Linked DNA regions of Sus scrofa: region 2 is linked to region 1. A link is a contact called in public Hi-C data. All regions are on one chromosome and are shown on one strand. The core of a region is the stretch at or near the end of the contact, and the rest is flanking DNA. Distances in the headings are between cores, read along the strand shown. Region 1 holds the start of RRBP1 (ribosome-binding protein 1). Region 2 holds the start of DSTN (destrin, actin depolymerizing factor).

Region 1 (6,773 bases), core at 2,166-4,665:
ATGTATATCAATCCTGTGAATAAACCTCAGAGTTCCCACTGAGGCTCAGTGGTAACGAACCCGACTGGTATCCATGAGGATATGGGTTCAATCCCTGGCCTCACTCAATGGGTTAAGGATCCATTGTTGCCATGAGCTGTGGTGTAGGTCGCAGATACGGATTGGATCTGGCATGGCTGTGGCTGTAGGCTGGCAGCTGCAGCTGCAGCTCCAATTCAACCCCTAGCCTGAGAACTTCCATATGCCGCTGCTGTGGCCATAAGTAAGATTTAAAAAAAAACCAAAAAACAGTAAACCTTAAAAATCGAGTTGGGCTCAGCTTTGTTGTCCAATTAGAGAGCTGAATAACTGATGAGGAAACGTAACGAGGACAGCGTTCCACCTCATTCTGACATTCATTGCTACGGGCCAGGCCTTAACCACAACAGAAGCAGGATGTACACGTGGACAGCTCTGTCTCCACCTTCTTAATCGGACTATTATTTTTTGTCTCCTGCAACAAGATTTCGGCAAGGAAAAATCTAGATTGTCGAAAGAACTGCTGACTCTCAGCCTACGTGTCACTCACCTCCTAGATACAGCTTCTTGGATAAGAGCACAAGTAAGAAGAATCAGGTCCTGGCGTTTTTAAAAGGTGGCCCTGATACGTAATAAACCAGTATTCCAACGAAATTCCATGCATTCAACCACTCATGTGGAATGTGGTGCTGTATAATCGCTACAGCCTGTTGACTTAGGCCTCATTTCGGCAAAGAACATAACTGTTCAAATGTGACTCAAGATTCAGGATTTATTTAAAACTCTGCCATGCCCCTAAAACATTCATGTACCAAGGTACCAATCTAACTTCTTCATCTCTGTATAGATGTTCAGAGGCTGATTCCTAACTGTGAAAGAAAAGAGTTCAGTTACAACATAGCACCTCTGGCCTTACACACTGGACACTCTGTTTCTAGACCTCAAGACACCTTTCTTGTCCCCCTCTCCCCACCTTGTCCCCAGCCCCAGCCTTGTCCACAGGCCCAGAAACCCTGCAAGCCAGATATGCATGCACTGCTCTACAGCTGCCTCCAGCTTTCGTCCTCTGCTCACAGAGAGGGAAGTGGCATCCCCAGGACCTCAGAACCGGAAGCTTCTTTCTGGAAGGGAAACAAGTTGGCAGCCTAGAGTGGGGCTGACCTTTGCAGAGTTCATAAAGGAATTGAGACACTGCAGGATCACCAAGCCTTTGCCGGTGTCAGATTAACGGCAAGTTAAGATGACCGACCAAGCACAGAGGAAAGTGTCCGGGCGAAGGCAGAGTGTTCCCTGATAGACCACGCAGGGCTGCTGTAAAACAGGCAGCTCTCCTGCCTGGAGGTGCTGGACACTCAATACCCAGAGTCAGGAAGATCTCTGGCCTGGGGCCTGAGGCCCCACTGGGTCCACTTCCCCAAACTCCAGAAAAGCCATCCAGACGCCCCTGCTCTGATGGTTCCAGCACACCAGGCAAACAGTGACCTGGGAGGCTCCCCAGAACCTTTAAAGTTTCATTTCCCCAGTGCTTCCTAGTCTCTGCTGACCTCTGACCTCCAGGAATTATTGCCAAAGTGCCTAGTGTTTGCACAACGTCCCAGTTTTTCCCAGCACTTACCTGGGGGGCTTCCCGACCCTACTGTGAGTGGGTGAGTCTATCTCCAGGCTACAGATAAGGAAATCCAGGTTCAGAGAGGTTAAGAAAGCTGAGCAGAGGGTCTGTAAGCGTGGTATGAGGGTGGAATCCAGACCCTGAGACGTGGCAAGCCTGAAGTCTGCAGCAAGCAGGCTGGAGCACAACCCGGAGCCCACTTAACTCCCCAGCCCCCCAAACCCCTAGAAACTCATCCAGCAGTAACAGCCAACACTTGTTGACTACTCCCTACATGTGCTGGGTTGTCACAGCTTTTCTCTCAAATAGAAAAGATAGGCAGTCCCGTTTTTCACACGTGGAAGTGGACACTGTAGTGAAAGAGCTTGGCCGAGGTCACTCTCAAAGGTGCTAGGCTTTCAGAGGCGCATTCCCTTTAACCCTGACACCACAGCGAGCTACCATTTGCGACCTATAATCTGGGGAGAGGTCCCCAAGGCTTCCCAGATGCTTCACTGGAAGCGCAGACCCCATCCCGCCTTCCCCTGCCCAGGGCGCGGCCAGGGAGCCTGGCGGCCCTGGGCGGGCGCCAGGCCGGGTGCCAGCGTGCTTGGCCGGCCGGGCCGGAGATGCCGCTTCCGCCTGGGCCTGGCACCGCAAGTCCATTCATCGTGGCGCGAAGGGGCGGGCCAGGAATGGCTCGGGGTGCCCCAGTCCCCGCGCCGGGAGCCCTCGCGCCTGGGTTCGCGCAGCCCGGCCGGGGAAAAGGCGCCCCCGGCCCCACCGCCAGGGGGAGCAGGGAGACGCCTCCAGCACTTCGGGAAGTTGCCACCGCGGCCGCCGGGCGTCCGGACCTGGACCGTCCCGGTCCCCGCACGGCGTCCCCCGCAGCCCTAAGTCCCCTGCCCGCCCCGTCGGGGCCGCCCGGACCCCGCCGCGCCCCCGGGTCGCAGCCTGCAGCCAAGCGCTCTCACCCGGCGGGGGCCCCCATTCAATCCCGCCCCCTCCCCCCGGCCGGCCTCCGCCGCCTTCCGCCCGCCCCCCCACCCCCTCCAGCCCGGACTCCAGCCCGGCAACGTCATCCGGCCGCTTCCCGAAACTTAACCCCTTCCTTCGCCAGCTGTGGGCCGCCCCGCCCCGCCGCCAACTTTCTTCACCCAACTTCGGTGCGCGCCAGCCGGCCCGACGGCCCGGCGGGGAAGGAGGGGTGGCCACGTCGCGCAGCGGGGCCGCCGCAGGTCCAGCCGACGGCGAGGGGCGTGGGGTCCACACTGCGGACGCGTTCGGCCGACGCCCCTGCACGGGGTTCGGTTCAGCACACGCCCCCCCCCCCAGGCCTGTCCCAACCCCGAGGGTCCACGGCCATAGCGACGGCGGGCGGCGCCGCCGGGGGAGGGGCCGCCAAGGAGACGTGTCACTCGCGGCGCGGCCGGCCCCGGCCCCAGCCTCGGCGCCCCGACGGCCCAGCCCGCGAGCCGCAGCTACTGCTGCAGGGCCGGGCCAAGTTTCTTACCTGCAGCGGGAGACGCGGGAGGGAGAGCGAGAGGGCAGGAGCCGCCGCCGCCGCCGCCGCCGCCGCGAAACCGGGAAAGAGGAGACGGCTGAGCCTCCGCCGAAAAGCCGCTTCCGAGCAGCTGCAGGCGCCGCGACCTCGACGCCGCCCGCCCCGTCTGCCGTCCGCTCCGGCCGCTCGCTGGCTGCGTGCGCGCGTGTGGAGTCGTGGCACTTTCTGCCTCGGAGCTGGCGAACGGCCCCCTCCGCCAGGATCGCCGCCTCCTGCCTTCCCCACCCGGGCCAGCCATTCATCGAGTCGCCTCTCCCCATTGGTCCGCGCCCCGCCACTCTGCCTGTCGCTGGCCAGTCAGAACGCGGGAAGCCGAGACGCTGCGGCGGCCATTGGGCGGAGAGGAGGGTCTCCGCCTCGGCCAATGGGAGAGGGGAGGAGCTGCGGGGAGTCGCGGGGGCGGGGCCATGGAGGGGCGGAGCCGAGCGGCGCGACGCTCGGGCCGGCGCGGGGGCGGGGCGGGGCCGGAACGCCCAGCCAAAAGGGGGAGGGGGCGCCGGCCGGCCCCGCCCACTCCGGGCCCTCGGCCCTGCTTGCAGTCACTGTCAGGGGGCCGGCTCTGACCCAGCTGGACCCGGAAGGTTCGAATCCCGGCGGCGCTGCGCCTGCGCCCCTGAACCCCTCCAGGCTGAGGTGGCGGTGGGTGTCACCCTGAGCAGGGTTGCGCAACACAGGAACAGCCGCGAGAAATGCTTTATTTAAAACCAGCTAACTGCCCCCGCAGCAGCGCCCCCTCCGGGCCCTGGATGTGAGGACAAGTTCTGCTGGCGGTCAGTCCCGAGAGGGCACGTCGCTATCTTCAAAGATATTTCAGTCAGCACCAGAAGGAATTTTCCTGAGTAAATGGAGGAATCGGGGGCGGAAAGGCCAGATGGTGCACAAAGAATGGAGGTGAACGTCAGTGCACCCATTTTTAGGGAGGGTACAACTGAGGCACAGTCTGAGTTACTCGTCCAAACCACAGCTGGCAGAACAATAATTGCAATTCTATTTAGGGCGTTTTACTCTTTGCAATGGAGAGGGTGAAAGGGCCTGACCCAGATAAACTCACCCACTTCCCAGAAAACTGAGCAAATGGTACTTCGTTACAAGACTTCCTCCCCCCCTTCCACCCAAGTAAGCCAACACTCTTCATAACCAAATAAGACTTTCAATTAAGATAATTTTAGGCCTGCTTTTTAACCATTCTCTCAGTGTCTCTTAAAGCTAACTCTGAACATTGAGCCAAAACCAGTTTCTTTGAAATTAAGGTTTTCTGAGAGGCCAAAGGGCGGCTGCCAGCTAATCTGCTCCATACCACTTCTCCCCAACCCCCTGGCTGCAGAACCTCTTCCTAATATCTGTTTCTTAGACAATTTCCCGTACCCCCTTCCCCTTTGAACAAGTTGTTGGAAAGATGTGGAAATAAGTCATCATGAGGAAATAAAGAGCAGCTGAGTTGAAATTAACCATTCATTCCTATTTTTAATCTCAGCAGTTCCCTAGCACATTAATGATTAATCAATAGGAATTAACCTGGGTTAGCTTTTGACATTCAGTCTTTTTCCAGTGGTGAGCCCCAGCTTGACATGAAAGTCAAGAATCCCAGTTTTGGAGTTCTTGTTGTCGCTCAGCGGGTTAAGAATCCGCCTAGTATCTGCAAAGATGTGGGTTTGATCCCTGGCCTTGTTCAGTGGGTTAAGGATCTGGCATTACTGCAAGCTCTGGTATAGGTCACAGCTGCAGCTTGGATCCTAAGTTGCTGTGGCTGTGGTAGAGGCTGACAGCTGCAGATCTGATTTGACCCCTCCCTAGCAAAGCCAGGAACTTCCATAGGCTGTGGGTGTGGCCTTAAAATGAAAAAAAAAAAAAAAAAAGACGAAGAATCCCAGTTTCTGGCTGGCATATGTTACCAGCTAGTTCTAATTGATCATGGGTAAACCAGTTAACCTTTCTGAACTCGGGTGTACTCTTTTAGGACAATTGTTCCACTCTCTGCATTTTAGAGAGGAGATTCATTCATTCATTCATTCATTCTTTCATTCATTCACCTGTGTTTGTTGAGTGCCTAGAATTCACTGCCAGGTTGGGCAAGCAGCTGGAAGTGATACACAGACCTAGTAAAGACCCAACAGCCCTTGGAGGCCTTGTTGTGGGCAGAGACCCCCTTCATCTTATTCACACTATTTAGGTTTTCCCAGAAGCAGATTCTGACCATGTATGTTTGGATGCAAGCAGATCCTGATAATTTGGGGGGTGATCACAGGAAACATTGGTAGAAAAGCGGGATGGGAAGAAGCAGATAGAGCACAGTGCCACAGAGTTCCCACTGTGGTGCAGCAGGATCAGTGATGTCTCTGCAGCGCCAGGACACTGGTTTGATCCCCAGCCTAGCACAGTGGATTAAAGGATCTGGCACTGCTGTCATAGGTTGCAACTTAGCTCACTCCTTTCTTTGAGGATAGGAACTAGAAGGGGCATTTACTTCTCAGGGTGGTGGTTGAAACAAAAGAAAACAAGCAGAAATATACAAGTTCTCTCAAAGGCTTAGGACTGGGGTTGCTTCTACCTCATTCTATTGATCAAAGCATGTCACATGGATAGGCCCAGATTCAAGGGGAGAAGAAGTATGGACAGGGATGAAGAAATGGCACCACTGATGCAATCTACCACTGAGTCCAAGAAAGACAGGTGGATAAGGTAAATAGAGGACGGGTTCATGGAGAGGAGAGAATTTCAAGAAGTAAAGAATGGTGAATACTGTTTGGAGTTTCCCATCATGGTTCAGAAGGTTAAGAACCTGACTAGTATCCATGCAGGTTTGATCCCTGACCTTGCTCAGTGGGTTAAGGATCTGGCCTTGCTGCAAGCTGCAGTGTAAGTTGCAGGTGTGACTTGGATCCGGCATTGCCGTGGCTGTGGTGTGGACTCCAGCTGCAGCTCCGATTCAGCACCTAGCCTGGGAACTTCATATGCCCAGGTGCAGCCCTAAAAATGAAAAAAAAAAAAAAAAAGAAAGAAAGAAAAAGAATGTCGAACACTGTTAAAGGCAGCCTGGAAACCCAGCAAGAAGAAGACTGGATTATGTGTTAAACATGGCCACTCAGATATCACCAAGGACTTTCGGGAAACAGGGGTTTTTTGCGGGGGAGCAGGTGAAAAGGTGGCCACTGAAGTGCAGAGAGCTGAGAAGAGAATGGTGCAGTGGGAAGTGCAAGGAGGGGAGTGGAAGCAGGGTGCACCTATTCCTCCAACAAATGAATCAACTCAGTACCTACCATGCAGGTACTGTCAGTCACTAGGTGATGGGGAGATAGCCATAAACAAGGCAAAGGGTTTCCTTTCATGGAGGCCACAGTCTAATGGGGAGAAGACAGTAGACCGATCAACCAATAAATAAGCAAAGTGAATCAAAATTGTGCCAAGGGCTACAAGGAAAGAGAAGAGGCTGATGTGATGAAGAGGGACAGGGATTTGGGAATGGGGAGGGCAGTGGGTAGAAGAAGATGATCATAGAAAACCTCTCTGGGGAGGTGATGGTTGAGTTGACACAAACGATGAAAAGAAACTGATCTTCTGAAAAGAAGGAAGAATAAGGGACAAAGTCCTGGGGTGAGGAGGAGC
Region 2 (6,773 bases), core at 1,880-4,379, 120 kb before region 1:
TCAATACTACTCTATCAGAAATGGATGGATCCAGCAGGCAGAAAATCAAGAAAATCAGGCAGCAAGCTACAAGCTACAGGACACCCCAGACCCAGCACAAAGCCACTACACAAAGCATCATCAACAAAAGCAAACTACAATACAAAATGCCTGCAACACTGCTTATTTCCCTCTAAGGCTGTACACCACATCATAGCAGAGGTTACTTGGGAGGAGGGGCCTGATTACTGTTGGGATGGAGGGCAGAGGTGCTCTGGGGGCTTTCTTTATTGTATTTGAATCTTTCATATGAAAAGACATTCATATCTTACTAATATGATTAAAATTATTTTTAGACAAGGCTATAGTCATAAATAAGGATAAGGACTGGACAACAGGTGCATTTGTGAAGAGGCAGGGGAGATGCTGAAAACAGTTTTTCTGCACTATAGAATGCCAGGGTTATGTCCGCTAGAAAAAAATTTTTTTCTAGACTGTTGATTAACACACATCCCCCTGCAAGTGCCTCGTTTATGTCTATTCTTTTAATGGTTTTAAATGAAAGCACCTATATCTTCACTGATTATTAAGTAGGCAAAATGTTTTGTAAATTAGAAGTGGAATACACTCAGTCTCATGTTTAAGAGGAGACCTTATGTTAAAACTTCTTCCCTCTGTGGGATGAGAAAGAATGAAAATATTTAGGAAACTAATAATCTTAAGAAAAATGGGGTTATCTGAGGTTACAATGAACTGATACAGATGTTGGCTTGATGAATTGTAAAATATCTTCAGATACTTCACTTACTGAACAAACACGTATTAAACACCTACTGTACAAAAGGGGCTATGCCAGGCCCTATAAGATGCATCCTAAATACACTTTGACCTCAAGGAATTCTCAGTCTACACCGGTGGTGGTGGTAGCAGCAAATGTATAAATAGATTGCAGCTGAACTAATTGTAGGGCAAAACATAAGACCTCACCATGCACTTCTAAACCCTTAAATTTGCATTTTAACAAGATCCTCAGGTGGTCTGAATGCTTATTGAGATTTGATGAACTGTGGGACTATAGAAGGACCCACTGTTGAGCCTTGGGAAGGGGTCAGAGGTCTCCAGACTGTTGGGGTGATAGGAACACTGCAGGCTCAGAGAACAGCAGGCCCATGATCATGGCAGTTAGAACAGAAAGGGTTCTGGAAGGTAACTGGGAACTTTGAAAGACGTGAGAGGCAGGACAGAGAAGGTAGGCAGAGGACAGAGGCAGAAGAGCCAGACTGACCTGCTGAGAATTCTGGAGGAAGCCAGAGAAAATTTTAAGCAGCAAAGCAACAGGATCAGATTCTTATGTTTTCGCCATGCCTACAGCATGCAGAAGTTCCTGGGCCAGGGATAGAACCCATGACACAATAGTGACAATGCTGAATCCTTGATCTGCGGAGCCACTAAGGAACTCCAGATTCTTATGTTTGGACATAACTCTGGTGGCAGGGTGGAGGAAGAAATGCAGAAGAGAGGCTGCAACAGGTCAGAATTGTGTCCTTAAATAAGCACAGTTCAGTCTTGGACTAGAAAGGAGGCCTTCAAGGACTTAGACATGGAGGCTGGCATAGAGTCCTAGGCAGACAGAGAAACAAAGGGCTGCTCCAGCTGTAGCAGCATACAGATGGGTTCTTTCTTTTCAAAGTGTGACATTAGCATCACCTGGGAATTGTTAGAAATGTAGTCTCATCTCAGAAATTCGGTCAGAAACTCTGGGGGGTGGGGCAGCCAGATCTATCTGACTTTAAGTTCTCTTTCAAGTTGAAAACCACTGCTCTAGCCTGCCGAATATCTTGAAGCAGGTGGTGAAGGTTTAGAATCACCATAACCTACTCTCTTATAAAAAAGAAAAAACAAACAAAAAACAGAAGAGTAATGAGAAATCAGCTTCTACGTTGAATGGCCAAAATAATAGTCACAGGCAATATAGATTTTATACAGTGCTCAGAAAAAAACAAAAAACATGTTGACCATCTTGTCCAAAAGCCTCACACTGGGAGAATTAAAATAGTTTTAGTAGAGCCCGTGATGTTTTCGGTAGCCTAAATTAAATAAAACTTAAAAGTAATCATCCTGACTGTAAATTCTTTGTTTCCTTTATTCCCCACAAAACCCCCTCCGAAAAAAACACTGGGATTCCTTTTGGCTCTCCGAAAATTGTGTTTCTGATGCAACCGCCCATTAAAAAAACGCAATCCCAAATTAAAAAAAAAAAAAAAAACAAAACCCAAACGTAGCAGCGGGGCTGGCGCCACCATCCCAAGGCAACTCCGCCGTTTCCCAGCCACACCCCTGCGATCTGCAGGGCCTCCTTCCCCGGGCTGTACCCAAAGATAAATAAATCACTCCTTGTTTTTTTCCAGACCTGAAATTAGCAGTGACTCACAGAGCACTTTGAACGGCCACAGTCGCCTCGGGAAGGAGGAAAAATGTGCAGATTTTTCCCCTCTCCCGAGGACCCGACGTTCCGGGCTGGGCCAATCAGGGGAGGATAGCGGGAATCGCACCAAAGTAGGTAAAAAATGCGGGACGCGTGCCCTTCAAGACCGCCCGCGCTAGGGATCCCGAGGGTCCTCCCTCCGGTCTTCTCCGTCGCGGGCCCCGCCCACCCTTTACCCCCAACCCTCTCCCCCCCACGCCACGCCGTCCCGCGCCCTCCCAGGCCCGCCCCTAGCGGCGGCGCACACCTGTTGGGCCAGGTGGCTACTTCCATGTAAGGGCAACGGCGGTGCAGTGGGCGGGGTGCCACATGGCTCCGCCCCGGACCCTCGCCCGCAGGCGCCAGTCCAAGCTCCGCCTCCTCTTCCCTTGCAGTTGAAGGAGGGCCTCACCTCCGCCCCCACGGACACGAGATGATGAGGGGTACCTAGTCCTTCAGTCTCCAGAAGGTGAAGAAGATCCCGCCGGCCAGGCGTCTGAAGGGCCGCCTGGGCAGAGCGTTGCTAGGCCGGCCGGTTGCGTAGCAACGGTGGGCAGCGTGTGACGTGCGCAGCCGCGTTAGGGCCCGAGGCGCGCCCGCGCTCCCGCCCCCTGGTAGGCTCACGCCCCGCGTCGCCTCGCGGCTCGATACCTCGGACCAGCTGCTGTGAGGTGAACACTCGGTAGACTCGGCTCCGGCCGGCTCGGTCTCCCGCGCTTCTGCGACCGCCGAGGCGAACATGGTGAGCAGGCGGGAGCCCGAGACGTTGGCTGACGCGGCTGTGGCGCCGCGGGGGTCGGGACGGAGGGGGAAGGATCCGGGCTGGGCTGCAGCCTCCCGGGGGCAGGGTCTCGGGCTCCCACCGCCCGCGGACTTGCTGGGCCCCCGCGCCCCGGGGCGGCCCCCCGGCAAATGCGTCGCTCGGTGCCGCCGTGAGCGTCGCCTCGGCGGTGCCTTTCGCCCGGGCCTTGGTAGACTGGCCGGGGTCGAGCGCGCGCCACCGCCCCGCCGCCCCACAGCGACTTCGACCCGGGGCCTGACCTCCCGGGGTGGGGGCGTCGGAGTCCGGCGCGGGCCTGATTAGCGCCGGTTTCGTCGAAGCTGGGCGCGGAGGCGGTCATGACTCTTACGAGTTTCGACCGGTGAGGTTTTTGTACCTCGTTAAGGAGATGCTGGATTGAGCAACCCTGGGGGGCGGAATGATCATCTACGATCCTGACCCAGGCAAGATGAGGATCGGGGTGTGTGTGTGTGGGGGGGGCGGCCTCGCGGTCGCTTTGTTTGTCGCGTCTGGCAGTCAGCTTCCAGCAGCACTCTCGTCGTACTTGTCAAGCTAGGCAGTGGCTCTTTTAACCCCTGACTGTCCGGTTTCTCCACGTACGGTCAGAAATTTTCTTTAAACCGTAAACAGTTTTGCTCTGCCAAACCTTAGCGTGCAAGGTGTGGGCATGATGCTGGTGATGCTAATAAGAGTGAATGAAAAAGCTTTTTAAAGTCCATTAAATCATCCGAGTCACTAAAACGTGAACAGATGTTCCGTATATTCTAGGCGTTGGAGACTGCTTAATTTACGTATTTCCCCTTCCAAACTCACTCTAATTTGCTGTAAAACTGTTCTTAACTGGATGAACAAGTAGAACATTTTGTTATTTTCTTTAGTCTGCACACGTTGTTACCATTTTTGGTCAATGATTTGCAGGCAAAGGCTTACCACATTGCTAGAAATATTACACTGTTACTGCATCTATCTGCCTGAAAGCAGTTGGTACCAGTGTATCTGCATTAAAAATGTTATCACTGGAAAACAGTTTTGGTTTTCTTAAGAAATTGCACCTTTCATGGCTATGCAGATTGGCTCATTAGTGGAAGAAAAAGAAATTAGTTTTTCTAGTCTTCAGTGGTTTCTTGATGACTTGAGGATACGTAGCCGGAATGTATTTTTCAGTTTTTGATTTTTCCTTAATTTAATTCTGTAAGCTACATAGAGGATCAGCACTTTAAGACTTAAAATTTAAGATTATACTACTTTGTATTATTGCCTTACATTGAAAGACTTAATCTAAGGATTTGGGGTTCTCATATATTTAAAACCAGCCACGCTTATGAACGCTCATGAATCAGGTTGGAGCATGCCTTCTAATTTGATATAATTTTATTTTCTGTTTGAAAATAGGACAGAGTCTTTTTACTTTAAAGTTCAAGTTTAAAGCCTAATTTCCTTATTTCTACACATTAAAATAAAAAAGTCTTTTTTTTTAAATTTATGGTTTGGAAAGAGGAGAAATAAAAATTAAAAGAGTTCCTTCCCTGGCACAGTGGGTTAAGAATCCAACTTCAGCGGCTTGGGTGGCTGAGGAGGTGTGGGTTTGATACCCCACCTGGCACAGTGGGTTAAAGATCTGGCAGTTGCGTCTGTGGCTTGGATTCAGTCCCTTACCTGGGAACTTTCATATGCTGCAGGTGTGGCCATATGATTAAAAAAAAAATCAAGGTGGCTGGATTCCAAATTCATTTCAAACTTGACCTCCTTAGGGAGGCCAAGAAGACCTTACAGGTTATTCTTGTTTGTATGTTTGCAAGGAAAGAGAGTTCGGAATATAGACTGATCATTTAAAAAAGTTACTCTTGTAACTTTCTGGGCACAGCATCTCCCTTCAGTCCAGCTGGTGGGAAATATTGTAAAGAGTTCCCTTATTATCCCAGATTTTAGCACTTCACCTCTGTATTTGAAACTGTTTAGATCTGTTAGATGCTTGGTTCTAAATTTCGAAGTTGTTGTTTTTCCTCCTTTTTCCAACCACACCTGTGGCATATGGAAGTTGCTGGGCTAGGGGTTGTATCTGAGCTTCAGCTGCTGGCCCGCGCCACAGCCATGGGGGATCCGAGCTGCATCGGCATCTTACCATGCAGCTTGCGGGCAACACAGGATCCTTAACCCGCTGATCGGGGCCAAGGATGGAACCCGTATCCTCCAGGAGACTATGTTGGATTCTTAACAGGCCAAGCCACAATGGAAACTCGCCAAGTTTTTTTTTTTTAATTAAATTTTAACCGCTGATGGGTTTGTTTTACATGAAGGAAATCACTTTCTGGTACTCACCAAGTCTTCTAGAAGCACTTGGGAATAAGGCAGTTTCACACCAACTCAAACAATCACCCTGAGCCCCTTTTTTTTCCCCTGCCTGTGGCATGTGGAAGTTCCTAGGCTAGGCCAAAGTAGGGACCTGAACCACTTTCAAAGTCTCATTTTAGTGTCACGTGTGTGTGTGTGTGTGTGTGTGTGGTTCCCCCCCCCCCCCCAGCTGCTGCCAAAGCAAGCCTCCTCTCCCCCATCTACACACTCCGAACAAAACTTTGGTGTTTGTGTGTACTGGGTGTTATAGCTTCCTCATTGAAAGATTATGTACCAGCCCACTTTTGAGTTCCTGGGCTTATCTGCTCAGGAGTCCTTCCTGTTGGGTATGGATTGAGATATCATGGGAGACTGGACTAGCTCCTCTTGTAACCAGTGTATATGCATGTGCAGTACAGTTACATGGCTGTCTGGGAAGTCTGAGTGTAGTCTTGACCCTGAAACAGTAAAGGTCTACAAGGTAATCTAACCCTTAACCTTACCCTAATCAGAACTCAGCTCTAACAAGCTGACCTATTGGCTTAGACTGAATTATGAATATATTCTACCACTTGATGATTAGCAAAAACACTTAAAACCATCTAGTGGAATAGGTTGGATATGTCTTCCTGTGCCTATTTAATGCAACAGAAAAGTCTGTAAAGGATCAATTGACTTGTGACCTCTTCTGACTCTACATCAGGTTTTCAAATAATTTAAAAATTAATTTTGAAACATTTTGAGCAGGAAGGTGCAAAGAATAACGGGTACCTTTGTACAAAAAAAAAAAAAAAAAGAAAAGTGGAGTTCCCATCGTGGTTCAGTGGTTAACAATCCAACTAGGAACAGTGAGGTTGCGGGTTCGATCCCTGGCCTTGCTCATTGGGTTAAGGATCTGGCGTTGCCGTGAGCTGTGGTGTAGGTTGCAGAGGTGGCTCAGATCTGGCGTTGCTGTGGCTCTGGCATAGCTCCAATTAGACCCCTAGCCTGGGAACCTCCGTATGCCATGGGTGTGGCCCTAAAAGGACAAAAGACAAAAAAAAAAAAAAAAAGAAAGGTCAACTTTTGGCCGTATTTCAGGTTTTTATGTTACCATTACAGCTAAACATGTGTCTTGGACATCCCATTCCCTTTCCTTCCCAGAAGTAACTACTCCTGTGTCAAAGACAAAGCGTAGTGGCCTATTAAGGGACTGATTTGCGCAGGCTTCTGCAATTA

Evidence for each region. Hi-C and Micro-C count contacts between places; a contact is called where the count stands out from the background.
Region 2: a contact with region 1 is called in a Hi-C map of skeletal muscle, with 3 times the contacts expected there. The contact joins the promoter of DSTN here to the promoter of RRBP1 in region 1. A contact is called at or near these places in 1 of 5 promoter capture datasets (liver) and 5 of 47 Hi-C or Micro-C datasets (embryonic fibroblasts, heart right ventricle, liver and 1 more).

Annotation. Positions count from the first base shown.
Region 1 is chr17:26,116,839-26,123,611 of Sscrofa11.1, forward strand. RRBP1 (ribosome-binding protein 1) reads right to left here and starts at 3,416. Exons shown (of 24, transcript XM_021078037.1): 1 at 3,120-3,416.
Region 2 is chr17:25,995,701-26,002,473 of Sscrofa11.1, forward strand. It overlaps DSTN (destrin, actin depolymerizing factor), which reads left to right and starts at 3,130. Exons shown (of 4, transcript NM_001004031.1): 1 at 3,130-3,185. The coding sequence starts at 3,183.